Linked DNA regions of Hordeum vulgare: region 2 is linked to region 1. The links are chromatin contacts, called in public Hi-C maps. All regions are on one chromosome and are shown on one strand. Each heading gives the region's core, a stretch centred on a gene start, on an enhancer-like site or on the middle of the called end of the contact. The rest is flanking DNA. Distances are from core to core; before and after follow the strand shown.

What was found. A called contact is a pair of places that touch in the nucleus more often than the background predicts.
Region 2: a Hi-C map of leaf shows a contact between it and region 1, with 3 times the contacts expected there. The contact joins two enhancer-like sites. A contact is called at or near these places in 2 of 6 Hi-C or Micro-C datasets (leaf and seedling).

Annotation. Positions count from the first base shown.
Region 1 is chr1H:491,386,469-491,392,701 of MorexV3_pseudomolecules_assembly, forward strand. No RefSeq gene overlaps it. Among protein-coding and RNA genes, the nearest start is that of LOC123401693, 7.2 kb to the left of the region's middle. Within about 2 kb of position 2,478, at least 2 of the 3 cell types and tissues checked have open chromatin away from gene starts, as enhancers often do. A contact at or near this core is called in leaf, where this site is marked.
Region 2 is chr1H:491,778,678-491,784,910 of MorexV3_pseudomolecules_assembly, forward strand. No RefSeq gene overlaps it. Among protein-coding and RNA genes, the nearest start is that of LOC123449037, 17 kb to the left of the region's middle. Within about 2 kb of position 3,569, at least 3 of the 3 cell types and tissues checked have open chromatin away from gene starts, as enhancers often do. A contact at or near this core is called in leaf, where this site is marked.

The DNA.
Region 1 (6,233 bases), core at 1,228-3,727:
TCCATGCCCAACGTGACAATGCCATGTTTTCTTGAATTGTCCCTTAAAATGTTATCTTGAATTCGTTCATGGAAGAAAATGTCAGTATGGAACGTCATGTAAGCGATGGAGTTTGGCTCGGTTCAGCACTGAGCCACACCATGCGAGTGCAACAATCGGGGCCTGGCCCATGTACGAGTTCTTGGGCTATCTTGGCTCAGCACGTGCGGTGTGTAACTGTTAGATATAGGAAAAGGTCCATTCTAAACCCTGAACTCGAAAAGGATCGACGAAATGAACCCCAAAGTACGTGTCCTCATCAGCCAAGGCGTTCGACGCGCTTGTCACGACCACCCACCACGGCGGAGCTGAACCGAACCGCACGAAGGGCACACTCGGACAAGTGCTCACGACGCATACCTCCCTCGACGCAGCGGTGGCAGAGATGAGGAAATCGTTGAAAGGTGTGGTGCACCGTAATGATTCCTTGGAGCAACCGCACCCCACTTAGACGACCTCTACCACCGCTCACAGCGCGGACGGCGACACATCGATCGGATCGGCGAGGTGGACCACAACAACAACACCCTCAAGAGTCTCGATGTCCTCGATTTTTGCTTCAAAACCCACCCCTTGGTGAGCAATCGAAATCCCCAGGACTGTATCATGAGCAGCTGTCGGATGACAATACTGATGCATATTTAGCATAGTTTTGATGTCACTCTTGCGAGTATTTTGGACGAGTACTCACCGTTGCTTTGCTCCCCCTTTTTCCCTTGATACGATTGCAGTGAGCAGATGATGGAGCTCAGGAGATGGCGTATCTCGCCGATGACGTCTGCTATCCTGACGGTGCCTACTACTACGTAGAGGCCGCTGACGACCAGGAGTAGTTTAGGAGATTCCCAGGCAGGAGACCTCGCCTCGTTCGATCAATGTATCTTTTGTGCTAGCCTTTTCTAAGACATCTCCTTGTTTTATGTATGTACTCAGATATTTGATGCTTTCGCTGACTTGTGTATTTATCGAGCTTCTGTATTCTAGCCCTCGAAGAGGCCCCTGGCTTGTAATATGAAGCTTATATGTTTTTATTTGTGTCTAGAGTTGTGTTGTGATATCTACCTATGAGTCCTTGAGCTTGGTCGTACGCATTTACATGTATGATTAGCGTATGATCAAATCGAGGTCGTCACACCTACCACATAGACGGGGTTTTTAATTACTGTCTGTTTTTTCTTATCGGAATTGTTAAATCACATTTATATGGTTTTAAGGATGTCACATCTAAGTTCTGCATTGTTCGATCTGTTCGTGCGGTAATTTTCGTGCCAACCTTGATCTTGCCTGTGGGTTGTTGCACGCGTCGCGCGATGCATTTTTCTGTGGCTCATTTGCGTTTCTCTTTCTCCCTCCCTCCCACTCCCTCTCTCTCTCTCTCCCCCCCCCCCCTCCCTCCCTCCCTCTCTTAAAGGGGTATCTCACAACCAATACGAAATACAACAGTTCGCGCTAGCGACCTAGCGCGCACCCGCCGATCCAGTGTATGGGCCGGCCCATTTGGGGTTTATACCCCCCCCCCTTTTCTTTATATTTTGTTTTGTTCTACTGGTTTTTCCTTTTCTTTAATGTTTCTTTTTGGTTTTTCCTTTATTTTCCATTTTTTCATTTATCTTTCTTTTCTTTCTTTTTCATTTTTCTTCCTCATTTTACGAACCATTTTCAAATTTCAGAAAATTTTCAAAAATATGAACAATATACAAATTCATGTACATATTTAAAAACCATGAACATATTCAAGTTGGGGGAACTTTCTTCATAGACTAATCATTTTTTGAATTGACCAAAATAATTGAACATTTGTTTGAACCTACGAACATTTTATGAAACACATGAACATTTTTTGAATCGACAATCATTTTCTGAAATTTGATTTTTTTAATTCATGAACAAGTTTTGGAATTAAAAGAATAAATTATTTTGATTTTACACACATCTTTTGGGAAATGATAGAACATTTTTCGAATTCATGAACATGTTTTGAATCAATGAACAATTGTTGAATCGATGAAGGTTATTTCGTAATTTGGAACATTTTTTGAATTTCACCAACATTTTGTGTTTTTGAAAAGTTTTTAAAAATTCATGAACAACGTTAATACATGAATGTTTTAAAATCATGAACATAATTTGACGATAAAATAGTTTTTCAAAATTACGAACATTGTTTTATTCTGGAAACATTTTACGGTTTACAGAACATTTTTTAAATCTTTTGAACATTTATTTCATTCACGATCCTGTTATGATTTCTCGAACATTTTTTCGAAATTTGTATTTATGTCGAATTTGGAAGTTTTCAAAATCCCAAGCTATATATAAAAATAAAAATAAAAAAGCTTAAGGAGCGAAATAAAAAAAGTAATACTTGGCGCGCATGGGCCGGCCCAAAAGAGCACGCTGGGAGAGCGAGGGGAGCATGCTGCGTCCGCAACCTCTATGTCTCGTAACAAGCGAGAAAGTAGTAGATCTTGCAGAAGGTTTTTCATCCCTGGCTTGTATTGACCCGGCCATTAATGCGTGCAGACCATATAAAAATAGCAGACAAACTGGGAGAAGTCCTTGGTCTCCCGCGAAAACGCAGACGCTGCTAGCCATTCTGCCTAGGTCCCACTCACTATAAGTATGAGGGAGGCGTCCTACTTAAAGTGATTCGAGCCGGTTTTCTTTGCTTTCTTTGTTTTTTCATTTCCTTTTGTTTCTTCTCTTTTTACATCTCTGTTTTTTATCCTTGTTTTCACTTTTTTATTTTTGGTATTTCTTTTTGTTTATTTTGTAACATTTTTTCTGATTTCTTTATTCTTTTGGTCATTATTCTACATTTTTCTATATGCCAACTTAGTTTTTTTAATAAACATCTAACATATATGTTTGCTACAAATAAAAAAATGTAATACATGGTAAATGTTTTTTCCTATAAATATTTTAAATAAAATTAAACAGTTGATTAACATTTTTTAAATACAATATTAAATATATTTGAATACATTGTCATCATTTTCTCTATAAATGTAAAAAAGCTTGATTAACAGTTTTCAAAGAAAAGAATTACCATTTGCTGAATACATGGTCATTGTTTTTTCTGTACACATTTAACATTTTCCAAACAGTTGGCATAATTGTTTCAAACAATGGTAAAAAACATCAAATTTTGAATACATCTTCCACATTTCTTGTACATATTTAAAATTTTCCAAATGCTTGATTAATATTTTTTAATAGTTGTTCGCCATTTTTCAAATGATTTGTTAAGATTTATATATATATATGATATTTGTTTTAATACATGGTCCTTTTTTGTATACACATTGAATATTTCCCAAATGCTTGAATAACATTTTTGAAATATTTGTTCTACCTTATTTTTAAGATGCTTGATTAATATTTTTATATACATGATCAGAAAAATCTTAATTTTTTTGATATATGATTTTAAAAAATCTATAGACATTCAACCTTTTTTTGAATGCTTGATTTTGTTTTTCAATTTGTCATCTATCTGGTTTAAATTTCGTGCAAATCTAATCGCCGGTTCACTTGTCGGCTATTCACACTTGCATATTTTGTTGGGCTGTTTACGCAGCGCGATATGAGGGTCCATTACGATTTGATTTTGCAATTCTCATCTAGATGAGAGGTAACAATGTCTCATCTAACTCATATAGCGTTAGATATATATGCTTCTCAGGCTTGCTCGTTGTTGGTGTGTAGTGTTTTCTATTCGTCCCTAGTGAAGCAGTGAGGCCTCATATGGCTATTTTGACTTGACCTTTTTAAGTTTTGCGTATTGGGTTTAGTTTTTGTGGGCTGTAGCTTTTTCTTGAAGGGCCATGTGTATTTTTATTCCATGTTTCTATCTATTTTGGTTCGGCTATGTAGCTAGGGTAGACCGTAACTACACATTTTCATTCATATTTGCTAAATCTCGTCTAGATGAGATTTACTGATGTCTCACCTAAGTCTATAACCATCTAATTTGTTTGCTTTCATATTTGCAGAAACTCGATCATGCTCCCCCGTGTTAGCTCATTCTTTTTTGTCGCGTGTTCTCTTGTCCCGTTTGTTTCGTGTCGGCATGTTTCTGCATTTCTTTTCACATGGGCCCATAAAGGTCGTCGTTTGGGGTCACAACCTTTCTTTTATTTGTTCACTTTTGGTATGCATTTTTGCGGACTTGTGAAGAATTGGTAGAGTCCACTCGAGACGGGAGCCCTTTATATAACAAGAGCATGTGTTCAAATCAGTAGGGAGAAGTGTCTGAATAACTTTTTTTAAAATGGAAGCAAAATATCTGCCTTGTCCATTAACTAAGCAGAAAAGAGTTGTCCTATTAATTAGGGGAAATGAGGGAAATACCGATGCATCAAGGGTCAAGCCCACCCTTGAACACCAAAGCACACAGTGTCAAACCACTCTCGTCGGCAACATGTCGAACAACACAAGAAACACCCACCACATATACATAAGCAACGAAGACCCTGCTCCGTCGAACAAGCCGGCCTTTCATCACCGCCGGAAAGAAGATTATGTGACTACTATGAGAAGAGTAGCGAAAGGACTCTCCTGCAGAAATGAAGGGCATGCACTCCACAGGGTCGTGTGCCAAATGGGTCATTTGGCATTGCCAACGACCAGCATCGATGGCAACCTCATCACCTAGGCGACACGAAGTCACAACCCTCAAAACTATCAAATCTTGGAGCCGCCGCCCCGATATCCATCACTCCATTGCGCCCTACACAATCAGTCAACACCATCTTCCGGGGTCATTGCCCTGACGTACCGCCGTTCACCCACGAACTACAACGTCGCACGACCCAACAACCTGCAACCCAGGTGCACAGAGTGACTGCCCGCAATCCACGATGGTTGCACCATTTTTCGGGGCAGCCGCACTGACATATCGTCCACAGTCCCCACTGGAACTCATAGACCGAGTCAAAGACCTTGCTGCCTTCATAACTCAAAATAGATCGCAAACCATGTCTAGTAGCATCCCTACATAATGGGGGCGTCCCTGCATCACTTCTCGACACCACCGTTTTGGCGCATTGTCCCGGAGCCATTGCCCCGACATCCAGTGACCTTGAGGGTAGAGAGATCCCTCGTAATGGGCACATATGTCTTTCCTAAAGCGATGCCTCCAAGGATATCACGATGTGCCGTCTTCCGCTTTAAAAATGATGTCTGCTACACACCTTTATTCTTGTAGACATTGTTGGACCTTCAAGTGCAGAGTTTTGTAGAACAACAACAAATTTGCCTCAAGAGAATGACCTAAGGTTTATCAATTTGTAGGAGGTGTAAGATAAAGATGGTCTCTCTCAAACAATCATGCAATCAAATACAAGAAATCTCTTGTGTCCCCAGCACACCCAATACAATGGTAAATTGTATAGGTGCACTAGTTCGACAAAGAGATGGTGATACAAGTGTAGTATCGATAGTAGATATATGTTTTGTAATCTAAAAATATAAAAACAGCAAGGTAGCAAGTGAAAAATAGCAAGCAAAACAGTATATAAATGCTTCGAAAAAAGGCCTAGGGTTCATACTTTCACTAGTGCAATCTCTCAACAATGCTAACATAATTGAATCATATAACCATTCCTCCACGTGCGACAAAGACTCGCTCCAAAGTATCTATATAGCGGATAACATAAGTTCAAATTTTGTAGGTAGTAAAACCATCTCAAAGTTATCCTTTCCGATCAATCTATTGAGCCATCCCTATAAATGTCACAAACAACCCTAGATTTTGTACTAAAATAACACATACGATACGCATCAACCAACTCTAATGCCACCTAGATACTCCAATGTCATCATAAGTATCCGTGAGTTGATTATTAGACATGCATAAAACAATTTTAGATTCATCATATTAAATCCAACACAAAGAACTTCAAAGAGTATTCCAAGATTTCTATCGGAGAAAGTAGTAGATAAACATGCATCAACTCATGTGCATAGTTCCCCCAATGTCATGGGAATCTGCAAGTTGATGCCATAACATATGTGAGGTGAATCAATAGAATACTCCATTGTCACCACGAGTATCTACATGCAAGACATACATTAAGTGTTCTCAAACCCAAAATATTCAATCCAACATAATGAAATCTCAAAGAGAAAGACCCCAAGATTTTTTTTCATATTCCTCAATCATATTTTTTGTTCACATTCCTTTCTCTTAT
Region 2 (6,233 bases), core at 2,319-4,818, 390 kb after region 1:
TTCAAAACACCTGAATCTTTTTTCTGAAATGTTACAAATGCTGAATTAACCATGCAATACTTTTTTAAATGTCATGGAGATTTTCTGGATTGTTTTATAAATTTGCACGGACAATTGTTTTGCACTGGATGAACATATTTAAATGTGCTATGAACACATTTCAGTTTATTACTTTTTAAATTATAAGCATTTAGAATATTATCCAAATATAACAAATGTAAGACAAAATGAGAAACAAACATTTTTAGGTAATCTCGCAAAGTTTTAATTCAACTCGTCATAATGTCTACAATGATGAAAGTAAAATCATCCGGATTGCCTAAGAAAACATGGCGACCAACCCCATGCGATAGAGCATGCTTTGTTAAAGTATATACACGACTTCTCATTTCATTAGAAAAAAAGTTGAAGATATTTAACGCCACCCGCTTGTCATCCGCTGCACACGCCTTCTCTCCCCATTGAAACGGCATCCGTCTGATTGCCTACCCCCATTTAACCGGCGTATGTGCCGAGGAAGCTACTCGGCATCCCGAGTGTCACACATCTGTTCCCGTGCGAGACGGCATTAAACACCTCTCCTACTGTCTTCTTGCATCTGCCAGCTATATAAACTTCTCCACGTACCGGGCAAGAACTACACCCCACCTTCGCTCACTTCTCTCCATCTCCTCCTTGCACGACACCCACCTTGCCCTACGACAAATAGAAGAAGGAGTTCTTCGGCAATGCAACAGTCTGGATTACCCGACGAGCCAGCTCGATTTTGGTTGGCTTGCCCACAAACCCTTCAGATCCAATGCCACCACCATCGCCATAGCCACCCCCTCTTCACCTTACCAGGTTGGACAACGTGATCTCCTGGAAAATCCGCCACGAGCACCAGCAACAATGCGTTAGGCAGGGAGGAATGAATCCATGTCAGCAGAGGCCGACACGTCCGCGGTCATCATGCGGACAACGAGGAAAAGTAGATCACGGGTGCAGCCATGTCACCGGGTTACACAACCGGTGTTTGGCCCGGTGAGTGGAGCCATAGACCACGGCAACCGTCTTCCACCGTCCGAAAACCAACCTTGATCCGTGCTTCATGGAAGCGAAGGGAGGCTTCTTCCCGTCTCGCTGAAGCATATCCCTTTAGGACCGTTCCGGCGAGAGGGCTGCCGGACATGGGGAAGACATGTTGTGGGAATGGAGACCCATCGTGGTCGGCATTAGACTAGGTTTAACCTAGTCCGGTATAGTTTAACTAAATATGTGCGAAATGAAATGTTTTTGTCCGTTTTGAATGAAAATCATCCGGGTTGCATGTAATTCATCCGGTTATTTTAAACCATGTTTGAAATGTATGCATATAGCGTTGGATGGTCGCCTCCTGCATTCGTGTCCGTGAACCGGTCCCTCTATCCGCGGATGGAAGCGGTGTCCGGTTTGCGGGTCAACGTTGGAGATGCCATAAGTCACCCACCTGAATGGATGAGAACATAAGATTATTTAATGCACCCATCGACCAGGACACACACCTTACACGGTAAACTGTCAAACCGCGGCTTCGTTACCGTAGTGTCGGCAAAGAAGATCAAGAATGAAAAGGTGAACCATGAGAAGCATTGCCGAGAAGAAACTTGAACTTACACTTGTCGTGGACAATGGCTTGACAAGCCAAATTGTCTGAACCGTCAGATTTAGAATCGAGGATTCGCGAGACGAAAAGACCACAGCCCCCTCCCGCCCCAAATGTTCCATATTGGCGATGATGACTAGTGATGTAGTCATAAGACTTTTATTCTACGCGTCTTGCGTTTATCGTCGAGCCTCCGCTACCTTTGACACGCAAAACTAACATGAAAATAACTTAGACAACACGTCAACTCAACTCTATGTTCTCCGGCTTCTCTTGGTGAAGCGGCCCCTAGAGACAAGGGGAACCGATGGAAAGACGCGGTAAGAAATGTAGCTTCCCTTCCTGACGGCTAGGGTTCGACCAAACACACAAGAAAATACAACCAGACCCGGGTTTGGGCCTAGGCGGGAGGGGCGGACGCCGAGAGCCCAGGCCTGGGAGGGGCCCAAGATTACATAACAACTTTCATTGTTAATCAACCCCAGGCTAGGTATCAGTTTGTTTCTTCAGTTTTCAAATACTTTTGTCTGTTTGTTTCTATACTGGTTTCTTTGGTTTTTTTTATTTTTTCCAATAAATGTATATTTTTTGAATTCACCTTGTACATTTTGGGTATAGATGTGAAACATTGTTTCGATACACGTTGAACGTTTGTCAAATAGATGATTTGAACTTTTTTTCAAAATGTAACGTACATTATGAGTATTTACAAATATTTTGAAAAAAGTCTGGGCATTTTATGAATTATTTTAATTTTTTATGTCATAAATATATTTGTCTGAATGGCACAAGCAGATTTTAAATTTACATGAACATTTATTCTAACAAATTTATAACATATTTTTCAATGCTTTATTTTTTCAATTTCAACAAACACTTTTTTTCCAAATGCTGTCGTTTTTAGAAGTTGCACGAGCTGTTTTCATTCCATTAACATTTTCTTAAGTGAGCAATGAACACTTTTATCAATATAAAATTTTGGAATATAATTATTTTAATTAGTTCAGGTATAAAACATAGAAGAACTAAGAGCATTTACAACCAGATGCATCAAACCCCCCCCCCCCCCCCCCCCAAACATCCGGACGTTCCCGGAGGCGTTCGCGGGTAGTGACCAGACGGCTCATAACAAAAATCCTGTTCGTCAATGTACTTCAAATTTAAAGCCTCAAATCCATACAACCAATGCAGATCTAACCCTATATACTACATACGTATCCCATTTACTCATCGTCGGAGATGTCCAAGATCTTCGTTCCTAGCTCTGAGTAGATGGGCGTGTGTGGCAGCTCCGGCTCGTCGTGGGACAAGCTACACGTGAAGAGGTGCCCATCTCCGACCTCTGTTGTCGGATGAAGAGTCGATTGGCCTCCACTTAGGCGTCGTCCTGGATGGACTCGAGGATGATGGATTGCTCCACCATCTTCGTCGCTTCTACAACCTCGTACTCTGCCATTCGTGGTGAAGCCCGGAGCCCTCTTTGCCTCCTCCTTCTCCATGGGTTGAGCCTCCGCTTCTGGCGATTGCTCCACCCTGCCGTTGTTGCTTTGCCTCCTCCTCTAGTTGCAGCTCCCCTCCTTCCCCAGTTGCTCCTCTTCCTCCTCTCGCTCCGACGAATCTAGAGGCAGGTCGGCAGTAAAACGAGACGAACGACTGGGCCAAATCTCCTTCAGGTGCTACAGCCGCTGCTCTAGAGTGAGCATGGCGTAGGTCCTAGTCTCGCAACTTGGCATAGCAACCAACAGACGGATTGGAATTGGCGGCCATAGAGAGAGAAAGGGGAGGAAATGGGGCGGGGTAGGATTGGCATGCCGCTATCCAGCTTAAATAGCCGGCCTTGATCCCTCGGGCGGATGCCAGAGCGGCACCACATGACACGGACCGAAGGAGGAGTCTGTCGGACCAACGGTCTCTCTGTATGCCCACGTTGACCCTATAGACCAGTCCAACATGGCACCCAAGTTCGGGCGTCACCATATCCTCCCTAGATATGGGCCCGGTATGGGGAGCCTGGTAGGGTGGCCCGGGCGTTTAGGATGTATATGGGAAATCCAATTGTAAATGCTCTAATGAAGTACTGATGTTGGGCTAGCCCACTTCATGTTAGCTCTTGCACTAGTTGATAAAAAGTTGTGCCCAATAGGCTGAAATTGCTAGGTTAAGAGTACCCCTTGTAAAAGTAACTTCCACCTCCTCAGGGGCTAACAAGTGTCAGCTTGGGAGTTTTCTCTTTTTTTATATATTCAGTTTTGAGAATATTTTATCTTTTAAACCGTGCGTCTAAATTTCGAACCGTTTACACCATTGGATTCGTCGTCTCGAGATCTTTGAAATTAGATAACATGTTAATAGTTTTTGAGAACTTTTTTTTTACAAAGAAGCCATGAGAAAACTGATAGAAAAAAATCATGGCCAAAAACACGTTTTCTCTCTTTATTTTCCCTTTTCTAGTGGCACGGGTGTTCTTTTCGCGGAAGCAAATCTGTGCCTCCATGGGAAGCAAATGTGAGCCTTTCATGAAAAAAATGTTGTGCCTCTCGCGAATGCAAACCTGTGCCTCCATAAGACACAAAGTTGTGCCTCTCGTTGAAGCAAATAAATGCATTTTCCCCTTTTCGAGATGTACAACCATGTATCTCACTGAATGAAATTTGTGCTTCCTGTGGAAGAAAAAAATGCATTTTCTTTCCTTTCCGAGAGGCACAACTCTCGCGAAAGAAAATCTTTAACTCCACAAGAAGCAAACTTGTGCCTCTCGTAAAAGGAGAAAATGTGTGTGTTTTCTTTCTTTTAGAGAGGCATAACCGTATCTCCTGCGGAAGAAAACCTATGCCTCCATGAAAAACTATTCGGTGCTGCCCGTGGAAGCCAAAAAACACATTTTTCGTACGCAAAAACAATCAAAAATAAATTGCTCCAAAATATCAGGAAGGCCATGCGAAAACCGAAAAATTGAAAAATCCAGAAAAAAATGCTCCAAAAGCCACCTGGTTGGGGATAGCCCTTTTTTTTGTTTGGTTGGGAGGGTAGGATCCAGCCGCGCCGGCCTGGGATCCTGCCGCCGCTCCGCCCCGGCCTCCTGCCGTGGCGCCGGCTTCCCCGGCCTCCTGCCGCCCCGACCTCCATGGCCTCCTGCCGCGTCGGCCTGGTTTGGGATCCAGACGAAGCAGAGGAGAGAACGAAGCGCGCGCGGGGTGGTTGCCACCACCCGTTCGTTTTTCGCGGGTCTCCCCATCCCAGTTTTTGAGGAATATTTAGGGTATCTTGTTGTCTCTATCCTTCTTTGCCCCAGAACCAAACGGGTAGCAGCCACCAAAAAAAAGGTTATTCATGTTCCTAAAAGGATATCCTTCGAACCAAACACATCCTAAAGGGATCCCATAAGAGGTACCCCTCGGTTAGTTGCTTTCCCCCGTAGGCACTCGGGAGCTCCTATGCCACGCAGAAGGCATATCCTATTTGCTGCTGATAGGCGGCACATAGTTGAGACTTTGCTGAAGGGTAGGCGGGAAGGTACTGGCCCAAGTGTCCTTCATGGTTGTTTTTATCATGTTTTCTTTTAAAATTCTCTTTTTTTCAGATTTGGTTCTTACTTTTTTATTCTTTTTCCTTTTCAGTTTTTTTTCAGCTTTCCATTTTTGGTACCATTTCAATTTCAGTGAATTGTTTTTGTAATATACGATGAATACTTTTGAAATGTAAAATGATCATGCTTACTGTACAGTGGACATTTTGCGTACACACACTGAACTTGCTTATGATATACCATGATATTTTTGTTATATACACTGAACAGTTCTTCAATACACATTGAACAGTTTTTACTACACGGTGAAGTTTTATATTGTACAGTGAATTTTTTTAATTATATGATGAATATTTCTATTGGACACAGAAATCATTTTTAATATATGGTGAATACTTTAGTTCTATGCATCGAACATTTTTTAATACAAAATCAACAGTTTTCTTTTACATTGCTGATTTTTTTATTTTAAGCTGAACTTTTTACAAAATACATAGAGTTTTTTACAAAATATATGTTTTACTATTCTAAATAGTGTTTTAAATATCAAACTTTAAAAATATAACACTTTTGTTTTGGAAAAAAGCGACTAAAAACCAAAAATAGAAAAATAAGCTCGTGTGAATAATGGGCAGGCCTATTTGTGTCTGTCTTCAGGAAAGGCTCAATGCTTGCGGCAAATAGGAGCTCTGCACCGGGAGCCCCTGTGCAGCGCTGCAGGTGCCCGTTAAGGGAGCAACTAGCTGGCGAGCGCTTTCTTGGAAGCCTTCTAGCGATCACTCCCGCACGCCGTCACTTTGCGCGTTTTTAACCGCCGTCACGTATCGCGCTCTGAGTGTTTTATTTAGTTTTTGTTTTTTAAATTTTTGCATGCGTTTTTGCCTTTTTTGAGAGTTATTTTCTTAAAAAAATTGATATTATGGTTTTTCATCGGTCTTTCGTAATTTTTGAAGAAAAAAAATAAAAAATTCCTGAAAAAACGCGTTTTCTTTTTTTTAGTGAAAAACTCATTTTATATATTTTTTTATGAGAGACACGTTTTGCTTCAGCAAGAGGCACATATTTACTTCATCAAGAGGTATG